2 separate regions of the Mus musculus genome follow, and region 1 is linked to region 2. A link is a contact called in public HiChIP or PLAC-seq data. All regions are on one chromosome and are shown on one strand. Each heading gives the region's core, a stretch centred on a gene start, on an enhancer-like site or on the middle of the called end of the contact. The rest is flanking DNA. Distances are from core to core; before and after follow the strand shown. Region 1 overlaps Mad1l1 (MAD1 mitotic arrest deficient 1-like 1). Region 2 holds the start of Elfn1 (leucine rich repeat and fibronectin type III, extracellular 1).

Region 1 (5,017 bases), core at 689-3,188, 270 kb after region 2:
TGGGAAGCACAGCCACACACTGGGCCTGGCCACTTAACACCCTAGATTGGACGAACCCCACTGTCAGGCTCAGTAGATGAGGGAGGGCCCTAGGGAGAGCCCTGCTCTCGTTCTGCTCCCCCATTTAGTCAAACCACCTTTGGCCCACGCTGCTCTTTCCTGGGTCCTGGAGCCTTTCTGGCTAGAATCACTTCTCAGTTCCCCCTGGATCTGCAGGCTCAAGATGAGCTGACCTAAGGCAAAAGCCAGTAATGAGCATGCACTGAGGATCACGCTATGTCATCCAGCGCAAGCTGACAGCTTAGCCCCTGTGACAGTACTGCAAACCCCAGAAAGGACTCTGAAGCAAGCTGGTGGCATGTTACCTTTAATGGGACTTCCCCTGTTCCTTCCTGGGATTTTACTGGGGCCAGTCTGGGTCTTTGCTGGGAAAGTTAAGCCAAAGAACATTAGTTCCAAACGGCACCCCAGCTATCGACCGCTTTCCACTTGGTGATGGATGATATTTAATACCCTCTAGTTGCAGCACCCCAGGTCTGTAAATACTGATCCTGTTTTATTGCTATTTAATCACTATTACGATGGCCATGGCCAGTCTTCCTCCTCTGGGTTTAATGTTCCATGGGAGTCTCACGGGAAAAACAGGGCAACAGCAGAAGATGCCTGCTTTCCAGGACATATGCACCCATAGGTGCATACATACATGCACAACACAGCCTACTTAGAGGTACACAAACACACATCCTCACACTTGTGTGCAAACACTGGCAGCCCTGCCTCCAGGACATAAGTGGGGTAGCAACATGGAGGAAACAGGAGCTGCCAAGGAAAGCCACATGCTCCTGACCAGAGATGCCCCTTCCCTACCCCACCCTCAATTCCTGGGTAGCAACCCATCCTGAGCCAGATGCAGCTTCCTCTTCTACAAATTAAGACTGCAAATTCTAGTCACATTTTCAAAGTGATCTCCCCCCACACATATGCACGGGATTATTAAAGTGGTAACAGTTAATGGAAGAGAGTTGTTTTGATGAAAGCAAGCACCATGGTTGCTTTGGTCATAGTGAGCACGTAGCTGAGCCCCTCAGATAAGAGAAAAGTAAAGCAAAGACCTCACCCACAGAAACCATGACAGGCTTTGCCTGAAGAGATGGCTCAGCTGGTAAACAGTCAGCTACATCAGCGTGAGGGCCCGAGATCAGATCCCGAGCAGCCACTTCTAAGGGCTGAGAGCAGTAAGGCACATGCAGCTCTGCGAAGGGAGGCCACGGCAAATGATGCATGGGAGCTCGCCAGCCTCGCCCAGGTCAGTGAGACACAATATCTCAGAAAATATGGCTCAGAATGACTCAGGGGGGAAGGTGCCTGGTACAAACTGCTGGTTTCTACATACATAGGCACAAGCACACAACAAAGACAAGAACACACACATGTACCTCACACACACAGGTTAAAACTGTTTCCAAAAACAAAACAAAACAAAACAAAACAAAACAAAAAAAAAAACCCAAGCCAAGCATGTTGACATATGCCTATAATCCTAGCACTCAGGTGGCAGAGACACCTGAATGCTGATTTCTTTTGAATTGGAGGCTAACCTGGTCTAATTAGCAAGTTCAGGCCAGCCAGGACTACAGAGAAAAATACATTGAGAGCTCTCAAACTAAGAGAACACACACACACACACACATACCAGAAGCCAACCATGACGACCAGAACTGAGTACAGTTTGAGGCAGCCAGCCTGAGAAAGCGAGGGAGTGAGCGAGTGCATCCTCCTCCCAGGGTCTGCAGCCTGCTGTACTTTCTGACCTAGAGCCAGTACACACTCTATCTTGGGGACCTCACAGGATCCTTGGAAGCCAGTTATGTGAGGAACCACAAGGCAGCAGCCCCAGTGCTGACCTGGCCCAGCAGCAGGCCAAGGGCAGACATGAAGGCCAGGCAGCAGGGGAGGCTGCCGCACACTCGCCGTCTTTGGAGCAGGCTCCAGGCAGAGCAGGGAGCAGTTCCAGCGCCACTGTTGTGGCGGCTATTTTTGGAAGCTGCACTCGAGAGGCTGTCTTGGCAGGGAACCATGCCTTTGAGCACCACCATCAATTTTCACCTGCAGCCAGCGCCTTTCCTTTCAGGACCAAGGTTATTCAAAGATTTGGATTTCTTCGAAATTGTGTGAAAAAGTTGGACAAGGTCTTCACCGTAGGCAAAGAGGGTTCTGTGACAGGAACCAAAGTGACAGGGACAAGCTGGGCCTCTGGTGGCATCCAGGTGTCTTGCTAACTCCCCTGGATATTGAAGGCCACATGTCCCCAACAAGGCTAAGCCATAGACCACCTGTGCTGAGTGGAGATCAGACTCAAGCCATCACTGGGCACCTACCCAGGCCGGTTCCTCCCTTCTCATTAGTGTGTAGCCTTGTGTTGAGACTCCAAACCCATCCCAGCTAAGGTACTGGCTGGTTTTGGTTTTGGTTGCTGCTTGAAATTTGAAACAGGGTCTCACTCTGTAGTTTAGGCTGGCCTTGAACTCACAGAGATCTACCTGCCTCTGTTTCCCAAGTGCTGGGATTAAAGGAATGTACCACCACATGTGGTAGCACTGGCACTGTAAACTCCAATTGAGCTGTGATGTGAATACCCAGAAATGAAAGGGTACCCTGGACCAGGATGATGCAGGGCAGTGGATGAACATCCTGGGCTTGGATTTGAGGGTGTTCACAACAGCTCTGAGGACCAAGATCAATAGCACGTGAATGCAGTATTTTAGAAAGCCAAGGTTAATAGAAAACAAAGCCACCAGCATCCTACTAACATCTTCCCCTAGAAGCAGGCTCTACCTTGCCCTACACCTACCTGACTCACTGTGCCATCTCTGTTGTCCCTCATGCCCCCATCCCCATGAGGATGTTTCAGAAACAATGACAGGGCTGGCAGGGTGATGTGGTCTCCAAGGTATAGACCAACTCATTTCCAGAAGCCGTTCTGAGTACTGAAGGGGCCAGTGTCCTGGAGTGATACTGGAGTGGGATGTACTGAAAAGTGGCACAGCAGCATGGGGTGGGGGGAGTTACATGGGAGACAGACACTGACCGCATAGGCTCAGTATCTTCAGACATCATACACCAAGACCAGGACCCACAGCAGGTCCTGAGTGGCTACCATCCTTACCCAAAATGTGTCAGCGAAGCCCAGGGAAGGATGGATGATAGCAGGGACAGGGTACCATGTTTTCCACCACCCACTGATAACACCTCTTCTTCCACTGTTGAGAAACCAAAAGGGCAATCGCCACATCTTCCAAATAGTTGGTTTTAAGCCAAGAAACCAACACCAAACCCAAACCAACCAACCAACCAACCAACCAAACAAACAAACAAACCAGAAACCAAAGCATCTGTAACTGCTACCTGGTTGCAGTGTCTCCAGATGCCCCTGAAATCCTGTAAGGGTAGGTACAGGGCCACCAATCTTTGGGGCTGGGACAACATGTTTGTGCTCTTCCATGAATGCTGCCCTTGGCAGAAGAGAGCATTGAGGCTTGGCTTGCCATCCTCATCACCAGGTCAGAGACCTTCCTGGGCACATGACCTTTGCAGGTGACTTCTCTACACCCTCAGCTTGTCCACCCATCAGAAGAGGGAGCCAAACAATTGCCAGATTTTGACTGGCTGCAAACAGCTGTGCCAAAGGGCCTGTTAAAAGCAAGGGCAGAGGGAAGTCAGTGAGCCAGACCGGGCAAGGTGACGGCACTGCCGAGGGAGGGAGGAGCAGCGCAGGTGAAGGCTCTGAGGCAACGGTGGGCTGCAAGGGTGGTCAGGTAAAGATCTGGCAGATCTGAGACCTAGAGAGGGACCCCATCAGGTCCCTGGGATGGCCTGCATGAGGTCACCTTGCTTTCATGGATCAGCAGCAGTGGCCAGAGGCAAACCCCTCCTGCCCCCGCACCAAGGAACCCCTATCTTAATAACCATCTGCAGCTTGGAGAGGAACAAAAGGCACTTTGTTTTGATCTCATTTTATTTCCTAAAATTGCTTTTCTCCTTGAAAACTTTTTTCCTGTCACAACCCAGCTCCAGTGGCATTCTTGGTGGGACAATGCAAAGGCCAAGGACAGCTTTCAAGTGACTTTGCAAATGGCTCCTTCCCAGACCAAATGAATGCTTTCCTTCCTGACAGACAAAATAGGACCCAGAAGGGCAGGAAGAAAGGCAGAGGCTTGTTGGGCATCCACAAAGTCCAGAGTTCAGTTTGGACGAAGTGGCACATATCTGTAATCCTAGCACCAAAGAGGGAAAAGGGTAGGAGAATCAAAAATTTAAGCCGGGCGTGGTGGCGCACACCTTTAATCCCAGCACTTGGGAGGCAGAGGTAGGCAGATTTCTGAGTTCGAGGCCAGCCTGGTGTACAGAGCGAGTTCCAGGACTACACAGAGAAACCCTATCTCGAAAAACAAAACCAAAAAAAAAAAAAAAAAAAAAAATTTAAGGTCAAGTTTGAGGCCAGCCAAAAAAGACTGGATATAGGTCCCAAAATGGCCTGCTGAGCAGGTAATACACAAACCCCTGAACATCCATGCTGTGGACCCTGCTGGTTGTGAAGAGAACATCAGGGCACACAGAACAATTCCCCCGCAGGAACAGAGGCAGTGGGACATCCCACCAGGTGCTCCAAATGGATTGCTAATGTGGAATCATTAGCAGAAGTGGAGGGAACTTTTAAGTAAGAAGCTTTCTGAACTTAAAAGTTCAGACGCTTGAACCTGGTTGAGTAGCCAGTTTATGGCAGAACCATCCCACTGCACCCTGCTTCCCTGCAGTGTGTCTCAGGGCTGGCAGTGCAGAGTGGAGAAAACCAGGCTTAGGGGCCAGACAGATAGCCCAACAGATAAGAGCATGGCTACTCTATCAGAGGCCTAGGCTCAATTCCCACTACCACATGGTAACTAACAACTGTCTGTAACTCCAATTCCAGGAGATCTTACGCTGGCCTCTGGCCTCTGCAAGCACTGCACATACATGA
Region 2 (4,686 bases), core at 150-2,649:
CCCTACTCTATAACTTCTTGGTAAGGTTCCTGGTTGTGGGGAGGGGGGAGGCGTGGGCGTCGGCAAAGATGTGTGTGAACTTCTGCCAGAACTTCATGTTCTTCATGAGGGTGGGCTAAGGGGTGAATTATGGGGTGTGCCCGTTAGGTGTGAACCTGCTCTGCAAACGTGTGGGTGCAACATACATAGTGTCCACCCTGGGTCATGTACACATGCCTGCTAGTGACATGGCTCAGGAGAATGGGAGAGGAAGGGAGGAATGGGGGCGGGGCGGGAGATGAGAGAACCAGGAGAAAGCTCTGGCCTCATCCCCGTGGCTCTGGCCAGGGGTTAGCTTGTGGCCTTCCCAGCTTGAGGGGTGCCTGGCTTGTTTTTTGTTTTTTGTTTTTTTGAAGGGCCCGGCAAAAGCTACCCTAAAAGCAGGCTTTGGAGCCTTCAGTCCCGGCTGGATTCTCTTGAGGTCTGAGCAAGGGTAGACCCACAGCTCTGTCCTTGACCACCATGCTCTGTGTCTAAGAATCCACCGGAAAGACGATAGAGCCTCCTCTACCCTCAGTCCCTAACTGGAATCTCACTCCTCAGGGTTCCAAAGGAAAAATGGGGCTGGGGAAAGCCTAGGATCGGCCAAGTGTGGGCTGCCTGCCGGTGCTGCAGGCTGGATCTAGTCGAGTCGCAGGACAGGCCACAGGACCCGAGCTCGGGAAGCTCCTGGTCCTCTGGCCGCGCTACTCCAAGGTTCAGGCTATTCCCATGCTGGTCCCTGGTGGTCTGGCAACCCAAGGGACAAGTCCCCGCCCCCAGCCTCTCCTCGCCCCTTACTATGTATACTTGGCTGCACTCTGCGGCTCCAGTCCCCTTCGTTGGCATTGTGTCCCGAAGCCTGGCTCTTGAGAGTGCTCCAGCTCGGAGGAGGCGTCCAAAAAGGGTTGCACCCACTCTGCCCAAAGGGGGGTCCTTCAGCTCCGCAAGCGCACGGAGGCTCGAAAGCTGTGCGCAAGGCCTTAGCCCGGCGAGGGCGCTCTTGAACTTGATTTTGATTTTCAACCCAAGGCCAAAGCTACCGCCTGGGGAAGGGGCGCGGTAGGGAATGGGATACCAGCGGGCTCAGTCAGTGTTCCTGGAACCATGGGGGTGGGGGGTGGGGGTGGGTGGGAGGGTGGACAGCCCCAGAGGGATGACTTGGATCCCCGGAAAGCACACATTAACTCCCCCCCCCCACACACACAGAGGCTAGTGGGAGGGGAATCCACTACTCGGAACCTTCCGGGAATGGGAAGGTGCCAGGCTGATCTCACGCCTCCCGGCCTCTCAGCCCAAGGGGGTGGTGACATACAATGCAGAGAGGAGGGACTGTGAAGGGGGTCGGTGACCTTAGGAGAGAGCAAGTCCCTGGTGGGAAGAGAGAATGTTGCATCTCGGAGGGCCTGACAACCTTGTACCATCTCTGATTCTCCCCTCCCCGCCGCCCGCCCCGTGAAACAATCGTCCCTGCGGGTGGAGCTGTGACACGCGCGCTTACATAGGGTCTGACTTCGGGGTCAACTTCTACATGGCTTCCTGCGGGTGCGTGTGTGTGCACAGGCGTGACTGTACGCGCGTGCACATCTCTGCCTCTCGTACCCACCTCCCATCGCCACGAAGGGTCCCAACCCCATGACACTCGGGGACTTGGGCTCCACGGCTCTTAGCTCAGTGGCCTGGGACGCGGGCAGGGGACGCAGGCAAAGCCAGGAAAAGGAGGCGAGGCTGTGTTGCGGCGTCCTGAGATGTCCCCCCGGCTCCAGCCAACTTCCCCTCAGGGAGCCTTGATCCCCTCCCGGGGCAACCTATGGACGTGCAGCGGCCCCCGCCCCTGCTCCGGTCCCCTCCCCGCGCGGCTCCCACGTCCGACCTGCCTCGCGCTCACAAAATGAACCACCGCCTCGCGTCGCCGCGGCCGCTGCCGCCGCGCCCGCTCCCGAGCTCGAGAGCCGGAGCCGCCCGGCCCCTTCGGCGTCGCCGGCGCCGCGGCCGCCCCGCCTGCCCGGCCGGTCCGGGGCTGCTCCGATCGCGCGGTCCCCGGCTCTTGACGCAGTGAGCGCCGCAGCCCGGCTCCCGCAGGCTCCTCTCCGCTCCCGGCGAGAGGCCGATCCTCAAGCCCGGCGGGCTCCGGGAGGGGCGGGCAACGCGGGAGGGGGAGGAGGTCTGTCTGGAGCCAGCAAGAACCCCGAGGAGGAAGAGGAGGAGGAAGCAGGGGCAGCCGCCGCCGCCGCCGCCACCGCCACCGCGGCGCTCCGGGGACTTCGGCGCGCGTGCTCTGCTAGCCGGTGATCGAGCCTTCAACCCTGGGGGCCACAACCCCGTTCAGGTAGGAAGGGGTGTGCAGCGAGTGGTGGTCCCCTCTGCCGCAGACGTGGGGTCCACAGGTCCCCGCCCCTGGAGGGGGAGGGGCAGGAAGGATACGCTCTCGCCGGCTTCCCGGGTGGCGCGGGAGTCCCCAACGGCTCCCGCAGCCCTGGTTGCCCCTATCGCCTCAGTCCCCCTCGCCGTGTCCTGGCCGTCCGCACCTGGACCGAGTCCCCTCTTCACCCGGGGGGTTTCAGATGCAGCGCGTTTAGTCTGAGGCTCCAGGGCGCCCTCCACTCAGCCGCCTTCCCAAAACCCGAAGTTCTCGATCGCCGATCTCTGGCTGGACAAACTTCCCTCCCGACTCCGCCGATCGGAGCGCCTGGGCTTGGGTCCCCTGCCCCCACCTCGGATTAGGAAGCACCACCGAGGACCCGAAACTTTGCTGAGCGTGCTGCCTAGGCCGTGGTGGGGTCGGTCTGCTGTAGGGTGCATGGGACGGCCTTAGTGCCCCAAGTTGGCCCAGAAGCTGCCCCCCCCCAGTCCGAATACCTCCACTCGTAGTTCAAAGAGGAGAAAAAGTGGGTGGTGGGACCTCGCCTTCGTTCTGCACACTGGTCTCCAGGCGCTGGAGCCGTGGGGAGGGTAATGTAAGACCCGCACCCCCACCCCAGCCGGGTGCCGGGGCTCTGTCCAGCTCCCTGGAAGGAACTGGCTTCTAGTTATTAACAGGCGCCTTTGACAAGAGCCTGTAGGGACTGGGAAAACCACTGGCTGCGAGGTGCTTCCAGACCCCAGCCAGAGACTGACCCTCCTCAGTTTTCATGGGTCCCATTCCGTCGCCTGCCCTCCCCTTTTCTTCTACTCATTCCCCTCAGACTTTGAGGTGTCACCTCCCACTCCCCTAACTTTTTCTCTTCCCAGATAAGCCTGCTCTGAACTGTGACTACCTGGGGTCATGAGCCCAGGTCGATGTCTCAACATCCAAACATCCTTTCTGCACCCCCATCCCACCCCCATACACACAAGGGGATGGGAGTGAAATCTCCCGGGCCAGCCTGCTAGGCATGAACGGGATCATCCCCAGCCAGTTTCGAGTCCTTGCGACCCATCGCCCACGCATGACACATTCACCAGCAGCTGCCTAGGGGCTGTGGTGAGCAGACAAGCTCTCTCTATGGAGAGCTTGCGAAGATCCCAGAAGGGTTTGGAGGTGAAGTGCTCTGTTCCCTGTGAGGGAAGAAGCCAGTGTCTTCTTGCCCCACCCCCCAGTGTCTCCTTCCTACACCCTGAGGTATCTGGAGGATTCCGTGCCCTCTCTCCACCTCACCCCAAGGCTCAGGTCAGAGTCTGAGTGGTCACTAGTATTTGGGGAACAGGGGGAGTTGGGCACTTCTTCCTGTCTGGGATAGAAGGTTGCAGAAGCCACTCTCCGAACAGCTGGGAGAATCTTTGTCCCAAGGGTGCTGGGGCCCCGCCCCCTTCGGGTTCTTTGCTTCCGAGCCCGCTTCAGCAACCTCAGAGTGTGGAGAGCTGAGGTGGCGCATCTTTTCCGCTTCTCTGGGTCTGGGGAGAGCAGGGGGCGTGGAACACAGTGATGGGTCCCTGACAGATGTCCTCGCGTGGCGGCGCCGGCGTCTCTGTGATAGAATTAATGGCTTACAAGCAAACGGCCCGATCTGTCCGGCTCGGGGGAGGGGCGGCCCCAAGGGACTCCCGGATTTTGGTTACAACCAGCTGAGCAGCTGGAAGATTGGGGGATGTGACCTGGAGGGTCTGAATGACCCTCTACTAGTCAACCCTAATTTTCGGTCTTGCCACCCCGACAACTGGGTACTCCAACATTGGATGTCCTGGGGACCCTTCCACCGGAAGAACTACCGGTGTTTTCCCTCTTGGAAAACCTCCTAGAACCTTCCACCCCCTCCTGCAGACAGCTGACCCTGGGAAGCCACAAACTTACCTTGAGGGTGGGGTTGTACTGGTCAAGGGCGCTCTGGGAACCTGGACCTCGGTTTGCTTATTCTTTGTGGAAGGGGTCAGAGGAGCAAAATCCAGACTAGTGAACCTAGGGGGACTGTACTACCACAATGCTTAGTACACAAACCACGGTAATCCCAGATCTCAGATGATTACCAGACCTGTAGCAATGGTAGGGGAACCAGGCCAAGGGGAAACCTAGAGATATGGGGAGTCAGACCCCTGCCTTTGAGTTTGCTTTCAGAGACTGATGGTAGGGGCTGCTGGCCCCTCTTATTCCCTGTCCCCACCCTTACACAGAACTGACCAGACTCAGAATAGGAGAGTACAGGCATAATCTTGTCCCTGGAGATCAGCTGCTTGGGACCTCTTTTAGATACA

The links. HiChIP or PLAC-seq counts read pairs in DNA pulled down with a chosen protein or histone mark.
Region 1: an H3K4me3 HiChIP or PLAC-seq map of stem cell-derived neural progenitor cells shows a contact between it and region 2, with 23 read pairs. The contact joins the enhancer-like site here to the promoter of Elfn1 in region 2. A contact is called at or near these places in 7 of 39 promoter capture datasets (the 3T3-L1 cell line, embryonic stem cells, hippocampal neurons and 2 more), 2 of 484 Hi-C or Micro-C datasets (bone marrow-derived macrophages and nephron progenitors), 12 of 115 datasets of contacts at active chromatin or transcription factors (VIP interneurons, craniofacial prominence, embryonic basal ganglia and 8 more) and 3 of 9 other capture datasets (adipose tissue, embryonic stem cells and liver).

The regions. Positions count from the first base shown.
Region 1 is chr5:140,176,538-140,181,554 of GRCm38.p6, forward strand. The region is part of intron 11 of Mad1l1 (MAD1 mitotic arrest deficient 1-like 1); the gene reads right to left. Among named protein-coding and RNA genes, the nearest start is that of Gm16120, 29 kb to the right of the region's middle. Within about 2 kb of position 1,939, at least 20 of the 459 cell types and tissues checked have an H3K27ac peak or open chromatin away from gene starts, as enhancers often do. A contact at or near this core is called in stem cell-derived neural progenitor cells, where this site is marked.
Region 2 is chr5:139,906,467-139,911,152 of GRCm38.p6, forward strand. It overlaps Elfn1 (leucine rich repeat and fibronectin type III, extracellular 1), which reads left to right and starts at 1,400. Exons shown (of 2, transcript NM_001384186.1): 1 at 1,400-2,347.